2 separate regions of the Gossypium hirsutum genome follow, and region 2 is linked to region 1. Evidence: chromatin contacts called from public Hi-C data. All regions are on one chromosome and are shown on one strand. The core of a region is the stretch at or near the end of the contact, and the rest is flanking DNA. Distances in the headings are between cores, read along the strand shown. Region 1 holds the start of LOC107936631 (probable fructokinase-6, chloroplastic). Region 2 has its middle 30 kb from the start of LOC121232113.

What was found. A called contact is a pair of places that touch in the nucleus more often than the background predicts.
Region 2: a contact with region 1 is called in a Hi-C map of leaf, with 4 times the contacts expected there. The contact joins the enhancer-like site here to the promoter of LOC107936631 in region 1. A contact is called at or near these places in 13 of 34 Hi-C or Micro-C datasets (anther, callus, hypocotyl and 2 more).

The regions. Positions count from the first base shown.
Region 1 is chrA07:11,366,723-11,373,258 of Gossypium_hirsutum_v2.1, reverse strand. LOC107936631 (probable fructokinase-6, chloroplastic) reads left to right here and starts at 3,362. Exons shown (of 7, transcript XM_016869387.2): 1 at 3,362-3,797; 2 at 4,742-4,950; 3 at 5,198-5,410; 4 at 5,630-5,827; 5 at 5,905-6,042. The coding sequence starts at 3,641.
Region 2 is chrA07:11,474,219-11,480,754 of Gossypium_hirsutum_v2.1, reverse strand. No RefSeq gene overlaps it. Among protein-coding and RNA genes, the nearest start is that of LOC121232113, 30 kb to the right of the region's middle. Within about 2 kb of position 4,239, at least 9 of the 9 cell types and tissues checked have an H3K27ac peak or open chromatin away from gene starts, as enhancers often do. A contact at or near this core is called in hypocotyl and leaf, where this site is marked.

The DNA of each region.
Region 1 (6,536 bases), core at 2,113-4,612:
GAGTTGGTTAATGTATCTGATTAATGTAGAGTTAGAACCCTTCAAAAATTTTCCTTAATAACTTTAATAGTTTTCATATTATCAATTTGTATTGTGATTCTATTATAAAATCTTTATTGTGCTAATGTAACACTTTCAAGAATATCCAATAATAAAATACATAATACTCTCAAATAAAGAATCTAAATTTGAATATATTATAAAAAATTTATCTACAAGTTTCAAAAATTAAATTTTATGGGATGTAGAATGGGAAATGTAATATGAGATAAGCAAATATTGAAACTGTCATCACATATAAACGTGTTCGGATGCAATAGTGATGTTAGATAGAAAGCGTGCAGGGCAGGAAAGCAAGCAAAAACCCACTGAAAATGACATGTCTTTTTTTTTTCTTTAACTTTTTTATTTGTCTAATTCGTTGAAGTTCTATGTCTTGTTTGGGCTGTCACTGATATTAACTACCAACGAACATTAGTTGTATTTATGGGTCAAAAAGATCAAACAGCACATGGTTCAGTTGTACCAAGTTGAGGGTGGAACCAACTATTTTCATGCTGTCATTTGACAAAATCTAGTTATATTTAATTTTTGGATAATTTATATTTAATATCATCTAAGCTTATATCTTGGCCATTCAATTTTAAAAAAGTTACAAAATGATAACTGAATTATTTGAAAGTTTTTATTTAAAGTCATTGGATTATTAAAATAGTTTTGTATGACTTTTTCTATTCGCACTGTCTGCAGTAGTTAAAAGCTTTTATTTCCTTTCTTTTCTTCAATTTAGGTTTTTCTTTTTTATGAGACAACTTTGAATATCACTAATCTGTGAATCAAAATCCAAACAATTTTTTTCTTCGATCTTCGACACTAACTACTAGATCGACTTGGATCTAAAGTATGTTCTTCTACCCCTCGATGAATAATGCTCCACCATACTGATTATCAAATCGTCGTTTGAAGTTCACTATCTGTACTTTAAAAAAGAAAAAAAAACTATTGACTTAAATAAAAGCTTTCAAATGGTTTAGTAATCATTTTGTAACTTTTTGAAGTTGAATAAATAAAATATTAACTTATTAATAGTTTAATAACATTAATTATAATTTACTTTTAATTTTTTAAAGATTATATTTTTATATTGATATGAATATTTTCAAAACTATTTTAGGACTGGTGGTTCACCTTCATAGCTAGATCAGGGAACTAGGTTGCACATGCAATGGCTCAAGAGGGCATGTTGAGAATGGAATATTGTTTTTGAGTGGAGGACCCTTGTTGGCCACCTTTGCCGCTGATGAATGCAGAAGATCGCTTAAACCGCCTTAGTCTAGGTTTCAAGTTGGGGAATTTCTTAATATCTTTGTTTCCAAAATTTCTCAAGTGATTTTTCATCGTCCCCTTGTTGTTTCGCTTGAAGATTCAGCATCGATTAGGGTCTCTTCTGAAAGAGAGGCTTTTTTTTATTTTGGATTTCTAATTTTCTTTGTGGTTTTCGCGTTTTATATGGTTTATCATTGTTATTCTTTCTCATTTAATAAAGTAATTGGCATTATTCTAAAAAAAAAGAAAAGAAAAATGTGTGTTTTTTTTTAAAATTGTGTGTTTTTTTTTTAAAAGAAATGTATAGATAATGAAACAACACATTCATATGGCTTCCACTTTAAGGCTAACACAATAAATCAAGATATTTAAGAAGGTGTTTTGTTGTAATAATATTCTTTTAAGTTATAGTTTATAATTATCTATTCAAATCTTTTCAAATATCGAATTCAAATTAAAAAAAATCATTCTTAAATAAATCTAAACCAAGAACAAAAATATAAAAATAAATTCAAATTACAATACGGTGAAATCTGACCTATCAGCATCAGTATATAGAATACAGTTTGACAAAGGAAAAAAAGTAGTTTAATCATACCTAGAAATTATTGTATGCATTTTGTCAAGAAAAAAAAACGAAATTTAACAATGAGATTAAGTATATAGAATAATTAATTTAAATTACATTTGAGTATTTAATTTAATAATTATATTAAGTATATATGTTTTTTTATAAATATAATTTCTTTTAAAAAATTAATTAAATATGTAATATAATACATAAATTTTGATTTTGTAAAATTTTGATTTGGTTTCACAAACCATTAGCTTTACAATTAATGTAGCATCTTTTAAATTTAGATATTCTATATACAAACAATTACATTGATCTAATATGAAAATAAATAGATATATTTATTTCTTAAAATGTTTACACTAAATCAAAATTAAAATATCATGTTTACCACCAAAGCAAAATGAAATTTTCATGTATATAACAACACCAAATAAAAATTTATATATCACATTGCATATTAAATCAAAATTTACTTATAAATATAAAATTTATCCTTTTTTTTATTTAAAGAGATCAAGTTCTTTTTTTTTTTTGAAAGGTAAATTTATTAATTCATTCAATGAATGGAACCATACAATTCAGAGAAAAAATAGCAGACACTGTCGTAGATGGTGAATGACAAGCTTCATCAACATAACACATGTTTTAACCTCAGCATCAATAGAATATTATGTCACGTTGACAATTGGCTTTGTCACAACTCAAACACGACATATCTGGAGTGATTGCAAGCATTTAATACGATAAGGAAATCAGCCCTGGATGGTCCAAAGTGGTGGGCAAAAGTCGACCAAAGAATCGAGCATTCACCAAACTAGAGAGGACGACAACAAAATCATCCCTAAAATCACTTATAAAATTAAGATTACATGCATAAGCAAGACTAAAAAACATGCTATAAGAGCAGACAAAAACTAGTGGCTAGTGGAGTTTTAGCAAAGGAAAAATATCGTCATTTTGTCCATCACAATTTGTGAAGACAACAAAGATATCCACAAAATAAATCTGCAAACTGAAAAGAGAAAAGACATCTATAGTGAATGAAAAGAAGAAAGAAATAAATGGTTGATGGGAGAGGAGAAAGGAGGGCGATAGCCAACTCGGAGGCTGGCACCGTCCCTGAACAAAATAAAAGATAAAAAAAATGATTTAGAGAAAAAAAATTTTAGGGTTTTTAAATAATCAAGTTCATTTTTTTAATCCATGGATTTGCTTTGTTTTATTGGCCATCCAACTTTATCCAAAAAAAAATATACGCTATTCACTAGGAATATGCCACATGCCATCTTCTTATTATATATCACTTCTTGTAAAAAAAAATTAAGAACCAACCTAGAAATTAAACTATAGTTCAAGGGCCAATTTACAATAAAACAAAAAAAATATATACACAACTGAGACTGAGAGAGCTTGGCATGGCAAGGATAAAAAAGAGAAAAATTGTTTTTGGACTGAAAAGAATTGGATTCTTCTTTCCAAATTAAAATCTGGGCTTTGAAGTCCAAATGAAGAACAGCCGAAGCCGCAAAGAGACAAAATTCTTTACTTCGTTTTCTCTATTACTCACTCTCACACTCTCACACTCACTTCATTTGTTTATCTTTTTTTCTTCTCCAAAATTTAGAAAAAAAAAAAAAAAAAGCACCCAAATCCCAAATATTTTGATCTTGTTGCTATCCCACCCTTCATCCACCCAAATTCAATCATTTTCAATTTTGTTCATATATAAATTCTTTTATGGCTGCTCTTTACTCAACTTCCTCTTGCTTTTGTGGTAGTTTGGGTTCTTACCCAGTTCATAAATCAGTAAAATTGGGTCATGGCAAGGTTAGAGATTCTGGGTTTTATTTTCCTCATCGTTTTCAGTGCGCTACTCCTAAATTACACGTCCAAGGTACTTTTTAGCTTTCATTTAGGATAGCTGAAATGGCTTTTTTTAAATTCAAATTTTTTTTATATCACATGATTAGCTTTGCTTCTAGGGTTATTTTGAGTAATTGTGAGTTTTATTTTTGTAGTTGTTGTAGTGGTTTATGGGATCATTCAGGAAAATGTATTTAATTTCTCTCTTCTTACTTAATTTTAAGTATGATTTAAGGAAAAGAACAAAGCTAATTAGCTAATTTTAGAACTGCGGAAAGAATGGGTTATGGATTTTTAAACTTAATTAATTAAAAAAACTAAATGATTTAAAATAGTTGTTTAATTATCTAAAAAGTTGGAGCACAAGGATTTTCAAATTTAGTTGCTTACCTTATTTTATTGATCATATAAAGAGTTCTGTTTAAAAAATGGACTAATAGTATTAAGCAATTGATAGCATCATATATAGAGTAAATTTTGATTTAGAGAAAAAAAAATGGAAATCTGCATATATACATATATAGTGCCATTTGATTAGTTCAGTGGCGGATAAGCTTGAGTGATGCAAAGATAATTTGGAGTTGTTTATTTTAATGATAGAAACGGATGATTTTGAACAGAAAGGATGATTTTGAACAGAAAGGACTAATTTGCTCTTTGATCTAATGTATAGGGACTAATTTTCCCAGTTTTTAAAGTAAAGGGAGCAAAATATAACCTGACCCCTAATACAAGACCCTCCATGGTACTTTTACATGATGCCATTTGATTAGTTGAGTGATGCAAAGATAATTAGGAGTTGATTTTGTTGCTTTAAATGTAGAGGGATTATTATTTGATACATTGCTGTTAGAGTAAAAGCTACACGAATGTTAAGTAATGCTCCATTGCTAACGTTATAGTTTTCTAGTTTTTACCTGCGGATTGTAATTACTGTGGTGTATAATTTTCATTATGTTTGTTTATTTGTTTCAGCAAAAGCCCTTTCTGTTGATGGGTTACCTGAAATAATGGATTCTTCACTTGTGGTTTGTTTCGGGGAAATGCTGATAGATTTTGTCCCGACGATCAGTGGTCTTTCGTTGGCGGAAGCTCCTGCATTTAAAAAGGCCCCTGGGGGTGCTCCTGCTAATGTTGCTGTCGGCATAGCTCGTCTCGGTGGTTCATCTGCTTTTATCGGGAAGGTATGTATTCTTTTTGTTTGTCGAGTATGATACTAACATATCTCATTCATGCTTGTGCTTTCATAGTTATGAAATTTGGCTGCTCTACATCGATAAAACTTCTCTATTTTAAGTAATTTTATCCTATATCTATTAGGTCTCGAGTTTAATCTGGTCTTATATTCAAGTTAGGCCCCTATTACCTATCGGTTTTGTGGTGTATGGTGCACATGGTATTAGAGCTTAATGTATTGTATGATGTGGACAGGTTGGTGAAGATGAATTCGGGTACATGCTTGCTGACATATTAAAGGAAAATAACGTCAACAATGAAGGGATGCGTTTTGATCCCGGTGCACGAACTGCTTTAGCATTCGTAACATTAAGGAGTGACGGTGAACGTGAATTCATGTTTTATCGTAATCCTAGTGCTGATATGTTGCTTCAAGAAAATGAACTTGATTTTGATTTGATTACGAAGGTATGTCACCTCTATAACCGTTAATTAACAAAACTAAAAATACAATGGGAAGATGTGAGAAAACAAATAGTTTAGTGACCAAAACATAAATTTACTAATAGTTTAGTGATCTCCTTAGTATTCATCATGTTGGCAAGGTGTGGGTTCGTGTATAATTGCTGTATAGGTCCCTTCCTTTTTAGCATTTTTGTTTCTGTTTTCACCTTCATCTTTTGGCAGGCTACGATTTTTCATTATGGTTCCATAAGTCTTATTACAGAACCATGCAAGTCGGCTCACATTGCTGCAGCAAAAGCTGCAAAGGATGCAGGTGTTGTTCTTTCCTACGATCCCAACCTTAGGCTTCCATTATGGCCCTCTGTGGAGAGTGCAAGGAAAGGGATTTTGAGCATTTGGGATACTGCCGATATTATCAAGGTAGAGTGCAATGCGTAAAGTAAAAGGAAAGGGCTATAACCATATTAATGATTTCAATAAATGAGTGTGGATTTCAGGTAAGTGAAGAAGAGATCTCTTTTCTAACACAAGGAGAAGATCCATACGATGATGGTGTTGTCCGTAAGTTGTTCCACTCGAATTTGAAATTGCTTCTAGTTACAGAGGGCCCGGATGGTTGCCGTTATTATACTCAGGTAAGCTCGATATATATGTTTCTATGACTTTTTTTTTTTTTACTTTCTGCATGTAATTTATTTTGACAGCTGGATTCTTCGGAGCAGTGATGGCTTGAATTGCCACTCTAGATGTAAGATGGCAATGGGATTGGGAGAGGCCGTATTTTACTGGTCTTGGAAAGGGGGTTCATGACCCTGAACGAGACCCGATATCAGGGGTAAAAGTACTATGGAGGCCCTGTATTAAGTCAGATTGCATTTTGCCTCTTTATTTAAAAAATAGGTGAATTAATCCTTATGCGTTAGATCAAAGAGCAAACTGGTCCTTTCTGCTGAAATTTTCATTTCTTTTTACTGTTAAAAATTGATGTGGTTGACAGAATAATCAGAAAGTTACGCGTATTTCATTTTGATGTATAGGGAACAATTTTTAATAGTAGAAATAGATAAATTTTTAATAGAATGATCAGTTTGCTCTTTGATCTAACATATAGAGACTAATTTGCCCATTT
Region 2 (6,536 bases), core at 2,990-5,489, 110 kb before region 1:
ATCATCCATGGGGCTCTCCACTCAATATCTTTAACTTATAGATTCTGGAGAATTTCCATCCACTTCTCTTCGGAAAGGTCATCTCGCCTTGGCGTACCTACTAATTCCTTTAGTAAGGAGTAGTTCTCGGAAAAACTCAATATGAGACTTTTTCTACCTTCCAAAAGTGGCTATGGAACAACGATAGTAAAAGTTGCGCACATCCTATAAATCTACCTTCGCCCGCTCTCCGGAAAGCATTCAATGATCTAAACATTTCGGCCAAGATCGCAGGGATAGGTGAGACCCCTTTATCAAGTCGATCAAACAGGTCTGAAACTGCATTATCTACGTGTCCTAATGCCTTGGGAAAGACGACCAAACCGTAGATACTCAAAGCAAAAACATCAACCCTCTTCTTCATGTCCGGATGTGCTAGAATCAGATCTCTCAAGTTCTTCCAAGAAATACACTTACCATCTCCCTTTTGCTTGATCCGAGCTGCAACCCACTGCTCGCTCATCCCCGTGGTATTCATCAATTTTTTTACAAAGGTCGGGACGTTAGCCATTTTGGAATAGGGCTTGTCGACCTTAATCCTCGGGCAACGAAGTACGGCCATATACTCTTCCACAGTAGGTACCAAATCAACCCACCCAAAAGTGAAGCAACTATATGTGGGATTCCAGTACTGGGCAAGAGCCCGGAATAAGTGTTTGTCGACTTTCACCTCGAGTAAATAAGCTATGTCTCCATAATTGCGGTAAAACAACTGCTTGACCTTATCGTTCCAACTGTTCCATATTTCCTTCAATTCTCGCAAGTCATTTTGGGTCACACTAATGCGAGTGAAATCCTACAATTCCGATTCATATCCCTTGATCAAACTATCTCCCTTCTCTTGCTGCGTCCTTTCGGACCATACTCGGACTACCGCATTATCCTCCACTCTATCAAGAAACCTTTTTTCCATGTTAAGCTTTTCTATTTAGTAACTGAACGTGAATCAACACATTCGTATAATGTAATGCCATGCAATAACAACAAAATACAACAAGTCAGTATACAAAAATAGAATCCAAAGCAAATAGGAAATAATCAAGCACCTATTCGGATAACCACTAAGGTTTGGAGTAGTTCTACCTAGGGTTGGCTCTTAGGGCTCATTATATGCTGCTCGGTTCTAGAGTAAGGGTACCTGAACCAGCAGATTCCTCAATCTTCACCCATTATAGGCTCATATGGATTGAGTTCGGTTCAGGGGAATACATTTCCCTATGGCTACACGGAGATGAAAATCTCACGAAGACATAGGTACAGATGTATCCCGAAAGCGATCCACTATCCTACACGGAGGTGAAAACCTCATGAAGGAATAGTTTCTCACTCCCACTTAAAAAGGGAAGATCAAACGATCATGTAATGCGATATGAAAAACTATTTAAAGACTCAAACCAATGAAACATGTAATGTATCATAGACCACAAAAATAATAGATGAAGTACAAAGAAAGGATCGTATTTCGAAACCAAATTTTTTATTTTCGACAACAAGACAAAAGTTAATCAACTTGTGGCTCGACTCTTTTAGTGTTCCCTAGCGGAGTCGCCAAGCTGTCGAAACCTTTCTTTTGAAAACGAGGATCGACTTTGGTTTTGAAAACGATAAACGAAAATTGGGAGTCACCGCCAATCTTTTTGTTTAGGTGTGATCAGATCACCTAGAAATTTGGTTATTTTAATAAAACATTTTGTTTTATTAAAACAACGATTTTGGTCTACGAAATTTGAGAAAATGGGTTCGGGAGTCAGTTACGTACGAGGAAGGATTAGCACCCTCGTAACGCCCAAAATTGGTACCTAATTTATTAATTAATGTCTTAATGTCGAAATCTAAAAAAACTCGAAAAGAATTTAGAATACGATCCCTTTTTTTACGTTGATCTATACAAAGAATTTGCTTGAGTAAATCGAATTGGATTCTAAAGACCTTCTAATCCCAAAGTAATAAAATGCCACATCCAGTACTTTAGGACGCAACATTTCAGACCCTCGAGAATAAGTTGGCCTTTTGATTTTCAAAACTCATACGTTTTAATTCTTAAAGGTTATTCGGTCATTCGGATCAAACGAGAAAAATCAAAACCCAGTACGTTAGGGCACGATCTCTCGAATTTTCAAATGCAGAACATTGCCTTACTTTAAATTTTTCTTTATTTCTTAAAAATTTTATCAAACGTAAGTTCAAAATGCCATGGGTTATTTTGAAGCATAATACAAAGACAATCAATTATATGTAAACATAGTTCATGGGGAATAATAATGCAATAAAATAAAACAACTATACGAGCCAAGAATATATGATAAATAAATGATATGATAATACTAATATACTATAATAGTCATGGTAATATTAACAGACAAATTGCAATAACAATAATACATATGAATATGAATAAGTAAAGATGAAATAAATAATAATAATAATAATAAAGTAATAATGAATAAATAAATATAAGGGAAAAGATTTAAAAAATATTGAAAGTAAAGAACCAAATTAAAGGATAAATGAAATTTAAAATATAATTTGTAATAAAACATAGGTAGATAAATAAATATAAATAGTAATAACAATAATAATAATAACGATAGGTAATATAAATAATTCAGTTTCCTTTAAAAATATATATACATATATAAAAAGATAATAAATGGATAAAGGAATAAATAACAATGAAGTAAAAATGATAGATGCTGAAATGACAATAATAACAAAATTATAAATAAAATAATTAAATGAAAACAAACAAAAATTTAAAGAGGAACGAAAGGACAATGACAAATGAACACAAGGATTATAATAAAATATGAATGTATAATATACATACATATATATATATGAACAAGTAAACGAAGGAGCGAACAAATAAAATAAAAGAATAATGAACAAATGAACAAGTAAATAAATAAATTAATTAATTAATTAGAACAAAAGGACTAAGTCGGAACTTAAACAAAACTAAAAGATAAACTGAAATTTAAATTCTCAAATAATAGCGAGTGGACGAATAAATAAAAGAATCCAAACGAGAGGTTAATTTGATGCTAAAATAAAGTTAAAGAGACAAATTAAATGAAACAAATAACATAAGGGTTATAATTTGACGTATGAAAACAAGAAAGGACCAACAGGGAAATTATCCCTTGTCTTCAAAATGCCCTCGTTTCAAGCATTTAACCCTTTTAAACGGTCTAAGGACCAGAATAAAACAAAGTTAAAAGTTTGTGATGAAATTAAAAAAAATAAAAATAGGATACAACTAAATTGCGCGCATCACAAAAGCGGAGGGACTAAAGTAGATATTTTCCCTCTTAAAGGAAACGCGTGGACCCCCCTAGAGTGGGTCGGGTCGCGCACGGGCCCTCCAAACGATGCCGTTTCAGCGTTAGAAACCCAGGTGCAAAACGATACCCTTTTTGCATTATCATTTAAGCCATTTTTTTATTTGCTTCCTCTTTTCTAAAAAATTTCAGAGAATACCCCCCCATTTGCATTTTTTTTCTAGGGTTTATAGCCCTCTTTGAGCCGCCGTTAGACCATCGTGAACCCGCCGTGGATTCCACCGTAGACGGTGGTCCAAAGCCTCATGGAATCGGGTTTGTGACCCTCTTGAAGGGCGATTCGATGGTGAGGCTCCCTAGACCGAAGAAAACAAAAGAGAAAGAACCCCCTGCCTCCTCCTTGGGTCGATTCCGACGACGGGAAAGAAGACTCCAGCGACGCAAACCCGGGGTTTTGGGTAAGTTTTTCCTTTTCCTTTTTATTTATTTTTTTGTTAAAAATAAATTTAAAAGGTAGAAAAATAAATAAAAAATAAAATCGAAAGAAAAAAGAACAAGAAATTGAGATTTAAAATCAACCTTTTTTGTTTTTTGCTTTTTGATTGCTTAATCGTCTGTAAAAAAAAATACAATCTGTTCTTTCTTGGCTTTATAGCCGAAATACAATCTATTTTTTATTTTCGTTTAGGCCTCTATTTCTACTGTTTACCTTTGCGTGTTGCCTTGTCTCTGTTCCTCTTTTGGGTATGTTTGCAGGTCGGGGAAGGTCAACAAAGGGGGGCTTTCGTTTTGGTGCAACGGGACAAAGGGGAGTCGAGCCTCAGGCGTTGGACGTGCCGACGAGGCACATGGGACGTGCGGCGTTAAGGGAGACTAGGATTTCCTGCTAGCTGAGATTGGTTTAGGCATTGGGCCTATCGGGCCGGTAGGAAGTGGGTTAGGAATTTAGGTTATTTGGGTTTTTCGGGCTTGGTTTTATATTTGGGTCCTTTTAATGTGTAAATGGACTGCTGAATCTTTTTACTTATCTTGTTTTTATTGGTTTGGGCTCGGGCCGGGCAAAATGGACCTATTACAATGCCCAAGAAAAGACATCTCTTAAATTGGACTTGATAGATGACATTTTAATCTTTCAATCGGTTTTCTCTTTTTAGATTAGACTAAAGACATGTTTAGATTTATTAACATAAGATGTCTTTTCGTACTACGATCCAACCATGTAATATCGCTTAGTATTAGTTAAACATTAGACAATTAATGAGCAACATTTTCTTCCATTTTATTTTACATACAAAAACCATGTGAGGATAATTATACAAAGTATATTAATGTAATCAAGTAAATTTGTTTTATTAACCAATTTATTTCAAAAAATTACAACTACATATTGACGAAAATACTACAGTTAAAACACCAAATCCAACACTTTGTGATTGTGTTCATTTTTGAAATTGTTAAATACATGTGCATTGTTTATACTTTGTGCTTATAAAAGTACTTTACTTTTATAAATAAACAAATATTAATGTAAATATATTTTTATTTTTATTTTTTTATGTTTTTTAATAAAATAATACTATATATAATACGATTTGGATTTAGAATACAAGTAAAGCACCACTTGATTTTATGATAACATGTAAACTGATTGTTTGTCCTTGAGCAATTGTCATCATTTTCGCTACTTCAAAATACTTATTTCAGAAATTGTAACATAACAGTTGAGAAAATTATTAGTTTTTTTTTTCTAATCCATTATCATAATTAGGATATCTATGGTTAGGGTTGATTGATTGGTTGGTTGCATTTGTCTTATATGCTAAAAGATGGTTGACATTATTTTTATAGTAAAGTCCAAAACTTTGGTTTTTAAACCTATAACGACTCTATGATTTAAAGTTTTAATTACAGTAAAAAATAGCTTTAATTAAATGAGATTAGAGGAAAAAGGCATACAGAAAAAGATTTAAAAAGTTTAAATGTCTTTAAATTATTTTATTTCTTAAATAACTTTTTCATTTTTTATTGCAATTAAATGTATGTTTGATAAATCATTAAATATGTTTTAACTATTTTCAATTTAATCCTATTCGATTGATTGATCTGTTTCTATTTTTTTTGTGATAAAAAAAATTTTAAGACTTTGTTTGATTTTAAGAAACAAAAATCATTTTCGATTTTGTAATTAAATTGTTTTTAATTATTTTGACCAAAAATATTTTGTAAAATTGAAAAAATTAAATTATTTTTAATTTTATATAAATGGACTAGGATTAAAACACATCTAAATTCAATTTTTTTTATTTCAATAATTTTCAAATATCAAATTTGTTATCGTAGTTCGAACTCATTAAAATATATAATTTTTTTTATTTTGATTATGATCTTTTTATTGTATGAAAATACGTATTAAACATGTTTTCATTATTGAAATTATTTTTTTTTGCTTTTATTTAACAAACATGCTTTTCAATTTTCAAAAAAATAAAAATAAACGTTAATTTTTAAAAATGAAAATATAAAATATTTTTAAAAATAAAATGGAACCTAACACTCTATTTGGTTTTAGGAAACATATGTCATTTTTTATTTTTTATTTTATTTTTCAAAATGGAAAATATTGTAGAAAACATTATTAATGAAAAAATATATAAATCATAAAATAAAAATAAAAATTTTGTTTTCACTATTTTATCAAAAACGCAATATACGACAAAAATTTTTTAAAACACATTATTAAATCTATTATCTTGATTCAAATTCATATAAATGTAAAAAAATTTAAAATTTTCTGATATTGTCATTATTGAAAACAAATTTTTGTATCTATTTTACCAAATGCTTTTTTTAATTATTAAATAATATAAAATGAAAGTTTTTTTTAATGTACAATTACAATTGTGAATATAAACAATATATATCCTGTGATAGCTCATTTTTTAATGGTATCGAAATGGCGGTTTAAAAATACTATTTACTGATGATCGAGTCTGTAAAAATTATTATTTAATATTTACGAGTTTATTATAATAATATCAAAAATTTTGGTCAAATAATTTTAATGATCGAATAGTTAATTAATGTAAAAATAAATAAATTATAAAAATGATAAAATTGAATCACTAATAACTTTTATTTAATAGAGGGTATATATAGTAAATAATTAAAGATTCAAAGTCACAATTAGCCAATTTTAGAAGATGGTGGATTGTTAGT